Regions from separate parts of the Sus scrofa genome. Here region 1 is linked to region 2. A link is a contact called in public Hi-C data. All regions are on one chromosome and are shown on one strand. Each heading gives the region's core, a stretch centred on a gene start, on an enhancer-like site or on the middle of the called end of the contact. The rest is flanking DNA. Distances are from core to core; before and after follow the strand shown. Region 1 holds the start of WDR59 (WD repeat-containing protein 59). Region 2 holds the start of ZFP1 (zinc finger protein 1 homolog).

Evidence for each region. A called contact is a pair of places that touch in the nucleus more often than the background predicts.
Region 1: a Hi-C map of skeletal muscle shows a contact between it and region 2, with 5 times the contacts expected there. The contact joins the promoter of WDR59 here to the promoter of ZFP1 in region 2. A contact is called at or near these places in 1 of 5 promoter capture datasets (liver), 20 of 47 Hi-C or Micro-C datasets (adipose tissue, blood, brain and 9 more) and 2 of 2 datasets of contacts at active chromatin or transcription factors (alveolar macrophages and skeletal muscle).

What each region holds. Positions count from the first base shown.
Region 1 is chr6:12,680,321-12,683,569 of Sscrofa11.1, reverse strand. It overlaps WDR59 (WD repeat-containing protein 59), which reads right to left and starts at 1,404. Exons shown (of 28, transcript XM_021093785.1): 1 at 1,212-1,404. The coding sequence starts at 1,265.
Region 2 is chr6:12,547,647-12,550,970 of Sscrofa11.1, reverse strand. ZFP1 (zinc finger protein 1 homolog) reads left to right here and starts at 1,495. Exons shown (of 5, transcript XM_013998178.2): 1 at 1,495-1,591. LDHD (probable D-lactate dehydrogenase, mitochondrial) reads right to left here and starts at 2,873. Exons shown (of 11, transcript XM_021093784.1): 1 at 2,719-2,873; 2 at 2,097-2,209; 3 at 1,700-1,841; 4 at 1,335-1,476; 5 at 1,041-1,200; 6 at 581-780; 7 at 365-493; 8 at 161-288. The coding sequence starts at 2,790.

The sequences.
Region 1 (3,249 bases), core at 155-2,654, 130 kb before region 2:
GGTCGGATCGGAGCTGTAGACACCGGCCTACACCACAGCCACAGCAACAGGGGATCAGAGCTGTGTCTGTGACCTACACCACAGCTCAGCTCACCGAAACACCGGATCCTTAACGCATTGAGCGAGGCCAGGGGTCGAACTTGCATCCTCTTGGATGCGAGTCGGGTTCATTAACCGCTGAGCCATGACGGGAACTTCAAAAAAAAAAATTCTTGGAGTTCACGTCGTGGCTCAGTGGTTAACGAATCTGACTAGGAACCACAAGGTTGCGGGTTCAATCCCTGGCCTTGCTCAGTGGGTTAACGATCCGGCGTTGCCATGAGCTGTGGTGTAGGTTGCAGTCGCGGCTCGGATCCCGCGTTGCTGTGGCTCTGGCGTAGGCCGGCGGCTACAGCTCCGATTGGACCCCTAGCCTGGGAACCTCCATATGCCGCGGGAGCAGCCCAAGAAATGGCAAAAAGACAAAAAAAAAAAAAAAAAGTACTAAGTTTCCTTTAGGCTCACCATGTGTCCAGCACTGTGCCACACATTTTAAGTGTATGACCTCATAAAAATTCTCACATCAATCCTTTAAGAGAGACACAATTGGCACCTCTTACAGGTGAGAAAAGATGCACAAAGGGTGATGACAGGCTAAGATATGAGCTGGGATTCGAACCGAGCAACACACGAAATGCATACGCCTCTTCACTGCGCGGTATCTTCCACTACCCTAGCATCAGAGACCACTTAAAGGTTTAAGCGCTGAAACGGGCACCTCGCGTGCAGTTTTTTATTAACTCCATTCCATCAAAGTTCTGTGAGGCAGGGTTCAATACATCTACCTAAGGCTCAGAGAAGTTCTGCAACTTGCCCAAAGTCACTAGGTGCAGGGGGAGCAAACACCCCCTCGCTCTCCACTCCGGTGGTGGGAAGCCTTCCCTCAGCGCTCACTAGAGCGCAATATCTGCACTTGGATATCCTCAGGCCGACCCCACTCCTGTATCCACGAGGGAAACCCCGAAACCTCGCCCATGGCAGCCCCAACCACCCCCAACGGTCTTCAAGGTAACCCTCATCCACTCAGCTCTGACACCTCCAGGTCACCCCCTTGACCATCTCCCCAGCCCGGGCTGGGGGTCGCCAGCCGCCCTGAGACAGACCCGGCAGCGTGGGGGAGGGGAACTGGGAAGGGCGCATGCTCAGAAGGCTCCATTTGGTCCCCAGCTCACCTGGGAGTCGCGGAATTCCACCACCACGTTCTCGCTGCTCCATCTCGCCGCCATTTTCCGCGCCCAGCCGTCGGGACACGAGAACTACGCGTCCCTACCTCAGACACCCGCGTTCCTGGGCTCGGCGAGCCCCACGCAGCCCGCGAGTCAGTGCTGCCACGCCCCGTCCTCGCTTCTGCCTGACCGCAAACTATTGGCTGACCCAAACACTGGCTCCACCCCCTCTTCCCGGATCCTCCAATTGTGGCACGGCGCCTGCCCCCCGAAAAAGGTACGACCCCCTTCACTCCGTCACGGCGTGGGTCACTTTCGCCCCTCGCGGCTGCGGATACCGCCCCCCCCCCTGCCGCGAGCTCTGCCGGGAGTTGTAGTCCAAAGTATGGACAACCGGGGAAGAGCTTGCAGGTTAGAGTTTGGCCGAGGGGAGGTGCGTGTTTTTCCAATCCGTCTCCTCGACGGTGTCAATGGCAAGGCCCAGACTGCATAAAAACCAAAGCTGAGCATTAGTGCAAACCAATGATTATCTCTTACCTCGAAGCCTGGCGCAAAGGCATTGAAAAGGGTAAATGCGCGATTCAATACAGTTTTATACAGTACAGCAGCGCCAGCTAAAATGTCTAGGGACCTGGGGGAGGGGGGTCTACGAAGGCAAAAAATGTCACTGTTATACTAAGAAGTTATTTGCTTTTTTCTTTTTCCTTCACAAATGCACAGTGTTTTTCACAGGTTAGTTACTACTTTTTTTTTTTTTTTTTTTTTTTTTTTGGTCTTTTTGCTATTTCTTGGGCCGCTCCCGCGGCATATGGAGGTTACCAGGCTAGGGGTCGAATTGGAGCTGTAGACGCCGGCCTACGCCAGAGCCACAGCAACGCGGGATCCGAGCCGCGTCTGCAACCTACACCACAGCTCACGGCAACGCCGGATCTTTAACCCACTGAGCAAGGCCAGGGATTGAACCCTCAACCTCGTGGTTCCTAGTCAGATTCGTTAACCACTGCGCCACGACGGGAACTCCTTAATACACATTTGTAACAGATTGAATGTAGAAGCAGGTGTGAAAATCTAGGATTTTTCTCTTAAGCCAATCATTAAAGAAAGTTGCCACTGTTCCCACTAAAGCTGTTTTGTTTTGGAAAATAAAGTTACTTTTCATTTACAAAATGTATTGTTAATGTTAACGCTCATTGACGTGTAAATTAATTTTTTTTTTGTCTTTTGTCCTTTTAGGGCCACACCCACAGCATATGGAGGTTCCCAGGCTAGGGGTCTAATTGGACCTGTTAGCTACGCCACAGCCACAGCCACACCACATCCGAGCCACGTCTGCAACCTACACCACAGCTCACGGCAACACCAGATCCTTAACCCACTGAGGGAGGCTAGGATCGAACCTGCAACCTCATGGTTCCCAGTAGGATTCGTTTCTGCTGCGCCACCACAGGAATGCCAAAATTTTTTAATTATTAGTGTTAATATCTGATGAACTAGACATAAAAGTTTGGGGGGATCATTAATAATTTTCAAGAGTGTAAAGGGGGAGTTCCCAGGTGGCACAGTGGGTTAAGGATCACTGCTGTGGCTCAGATTCCATCCCTGGCCCTTGGAACTTCCATGCCATGGGCCCAGCCAAAAACTAAAACCAAAAAAAAAAGTGCAAAGGGGACCTGAGATCAAAAAGTTGGAAAACCGCTATGCTAATACAGGGAATGGCCACTAAGTTCTCTTCCTCAGCTCCAACCTCTGAAATCCTGGGCTTAACTGGTTTAGCCTCAGTTTCTCTACAGAAGGAGAAAATTCATTTGGTTGTCCTAAGGAGTTAACCATTAACCACAAGGCCTGGAATATAACCAATCCTCAAGTGTAAACTGTCCCTATTGGGTTTTTTTGGTGGCCTACACCAGGCTCCAAGCTGCATCTGCGACCTACACCACAGCTCACGGCAATGCCAGATCCTTAACCCACTGAGCGAGGCCAGGGGTTAAACCCACATCCTCATGGATACCAGTCAGGGTTCATAACCAGCTAAGCCACAACTTAC
Region 2 (3,324 bases), core at 246-2,745:
GTTTCCGCTTCCTCCTGAAAGCCTGCCCTCTCTCTGGCTCGAGGCCGGGGCTCCCCGCTGAGGGTTTGGCAGTTTTGTCAGCCGTGCCCTCAGCCTGCTTCTCCGGACAACAGGCTAGAGGGCGGAGGAAAGGCTCCCACGTCCACCCCAGCCCGCTCACCTTGCAGCCGGGCCGCAGGGCTAGGGCTGCGTACCAGGCGTTGTGCCGCGCCGCCCAGAGCCGGCTGCGCTCCTCGGCCTCCTTGGCCCAGGAGAAGTGGGATCCTCCATTGTGCCGGGTGATCTCTTCTGTGGAAGGTCGAGGGTTGACACTGGCCCCGCTCCGGGGCAGCCCGTGCCCCCCTCCCGCAGCACCCCAGTGCACCTGTGCGCTGCACCTGCTCTGCCAGCGCCTGCTCCGAGCCATGGAACTCGAGGAAGAGTGTGGGCGCCACGCAGCAGTTCAGCTTGCTGTGCCTGTTGCATGCGTCAATCATGGCGTCATCCAGGAACTCTGGGACCAAGAAGTCCGATGAGGTGAGGACTAGCCTTCCAGACCTCCTCCAGGGCGCCCACGGGGACTGCCCAGTCCCTGGCTCACCAATGCGGGCCACAGGCACTGCAGCCTGGAGGATGTGTACAGTGCTGTCCACTGCCGCTTGGATGCTGGGGAAGGCACAGGTGGCGGCCACCGTGGCCTCAGGGACAGGGTGCAGGCGCAGGGTGGCGGCTGTGATGAGTCCCAGGGTCCCCTCGGAGCCCACAAAGAGCCCGGTGAGGTTGTAGCCCGCTGCGCTCTTCCTAGGCCCGAGGACATGAGGGTGAGCGCCCAGGCCACGAGACTATGGATTTTTGGCCAGAAGCCAGGTGGGGAGCTGCGCCCAAGGTCTGCGCTGGCCCCCTCGGGTGCAGACTGCCACCAAGGCAGCCTTTCCCTGGCACAGCCCGAATCGGCCTCAAGCAGGGGGAGCAAACCCTGGGACCCTCACTTTCGGCCCACGGACATTTTCACAACCCGCTTCTCCAAGAGGCCCCGGTGGCTGCCGGTAGAGGGCGCTCACCGGAAGTGCCGGCCGGGCCCCGCGGTGTGGAGCAGCCGCCCACCAGGCAGCACCACCTCCAAGTTCAGCACGTTGTCGCGCATGGTGCCATAGCGCACAGCGTTGGTGCCCGAGGCCCCGGTGGCCACCATGCCGCAAAGAGAGGCGTCTGCACCCGGATCTGCGGGGCAGAGGTCAGGCAGAAGGCAGCCTGGGGCAGGCGCCCATGGGCAGAGGGGTCCCCCTAAGCCCCAGAAACACCCGTGCCACCAGGGAGCCCTCCCAGCCCAGGAACGGCCTCGAGCCCCAGCCTACCCACGGGGAACCAGAGACCACTGTCCCGCAGGTGGGTGTTGAGAGCTTTGCGGGTGACGCCGGGTTCCACCAACACGGAAAAGTCTTCTAGATTCAGCTGCAGGATTCGGTCCATGTGGGTCAGGTTGACGCAGACACCGCCCTGGCCGGAAGGGTGCCAGCGTTTGCTAACCAAGGTCTTTCCCCAGGACACAGACCCGAGAACCCCAGCTCGTGGCCGACCTCTCAGCAGCCAGACCAGAGCCCCAAGACGGCAGGTAAGGAGGCTGGAGCTGGCTAGCCGTGGGTGGTGGAGGAGGCAGAGGGCAGGGTGGCAAGTGTGATGGGACTAGGATCTGGCCAGGGGAGGAGGCCACCATACATACCTGCACCGCACAGACTCCACCCTCAAGCCCGGTGCCTGTGCCAAACGGGATGATGGGCACGCCTTGGTCATAGCACAGGGCTGCCAGCTGGCTGACCTGCTCCACATTCTGGGGCCACACCACAGCGTCAGGAGGTTGGCACCTGCAACCAGACCCTCAGCCACTTAGGGGCGTGTGGTGCCCTCTGGTCCTGCTCAAATTTGAAGCAGCCAGAGGTATTGCAGGGCCTGAGGCTGCACAGTGGGCCAGGGGCAGAGCGCACCCTTCTGGAGGTGAAGAGGAGGGGTGGAGAAGGCCAGAGCACCCAGAAACGGATGGGCGGGGTGGGGGTGGGCGCAGAAGACAACCCAGGACCCTGGCTCTCAGCCAGGGGCTCTGATGGGGGCGGGCCTCCCACCTGTGAAAGGACTCATCGCGCCCGTGCTGCTCTCGGACCGCAGCGGCGGTAGACACGTGCGGGCTTCCCACGACTGCCTTCAGAGCCTCCACAAAGCCTTTGCTGAGTTCGCCCTGCAGGGGACAAACACCCTGGCAGGGTCTCTCAAAGACGCCAGAGGCCATCCGGCCAGGGGGAGGCGTCAGAGTGGCGCTTCAATGGCCCGTGAACAGAGGCACCCACACCTCCATGCTGCCTCGGCCAGGGGCTCATGGGGCTCTCAGAGCCCTTCCGTGGATTTCGTCCCATTTTACAGATGGGGAAACGAGGCCAGCAAGTCAGAGACAGGGCCTGGCCTAGAACGCAGCTCCTTGCTGCCCAAGCGCTGTTTTAAGCCCCAAAGCGTCCCTGTGGAGTCCACAGACCTTCCAGCTGAAACCCCCCAGCCCCACTCATGGCAGCTGTGGGGGCCTGGGCCTACTTTACTCAGTACCCACATTTGACCCGGGGTGGGGGTTGGGTGGAAGGGATGTGAGCCAGGTGGGTGATTCTTTGCCCAAAGTCTCCGGGTTGCTGGAGCAGCACAGAGCCTGGCGGAAACTTGGCATAGGGTCCCCAGCCTCCAAGCCCCCCCCCCACCTACCTGTGTCCCCCTGGAGCAGTAGCCCCTCCAGGGGAACAGCCGCCAGGTTGCAGCCCGGAGCAGGCAGGCCATAGCTGGGCAGAAGCCAGCAGCCACCCCAGCCTAGTAATTCTGCTGGGGGCAGGGCTGCTTAAGGTGGCGCCGTTTTAAGGTGGCCCCGCCAGACCTCGGAGTCCACTCCTTAAAGGAGAGGCGGAGCTTACTAAGCATAAAGGGAAACAACAGAGGCCACTTGCTGGCTTAAGACTGTGTACTTACCCTCCATCCAGGCTGGGGTTTGGCACACACCCTTGCCCTTTCTCACCTTGCAAGTCCCAGATCCACTGTCACAGTTAGATGGAGGGTATGAGGAGGGAAGCACAGGGAAGCTCTTGGGGGATGGTTTGGGGCAGGGCAGTGAGGCAAGCCAGGAGGACTTCCTGGAAGAGGAGCACTTTAAGGATGAGCAACGGTTCACCAGATAAGTGAAGGAAAAGACTATTGCATCCCTTTGTCTCCACTCTCCCACTGGGCATATCCCAGAATTGTGCGGAGAGATGTGGCTGCTACTTTTGAAACTATTTCAAGCTCAGATTTCCTCCCACAGCAAATTTGAAGACGTGTGTT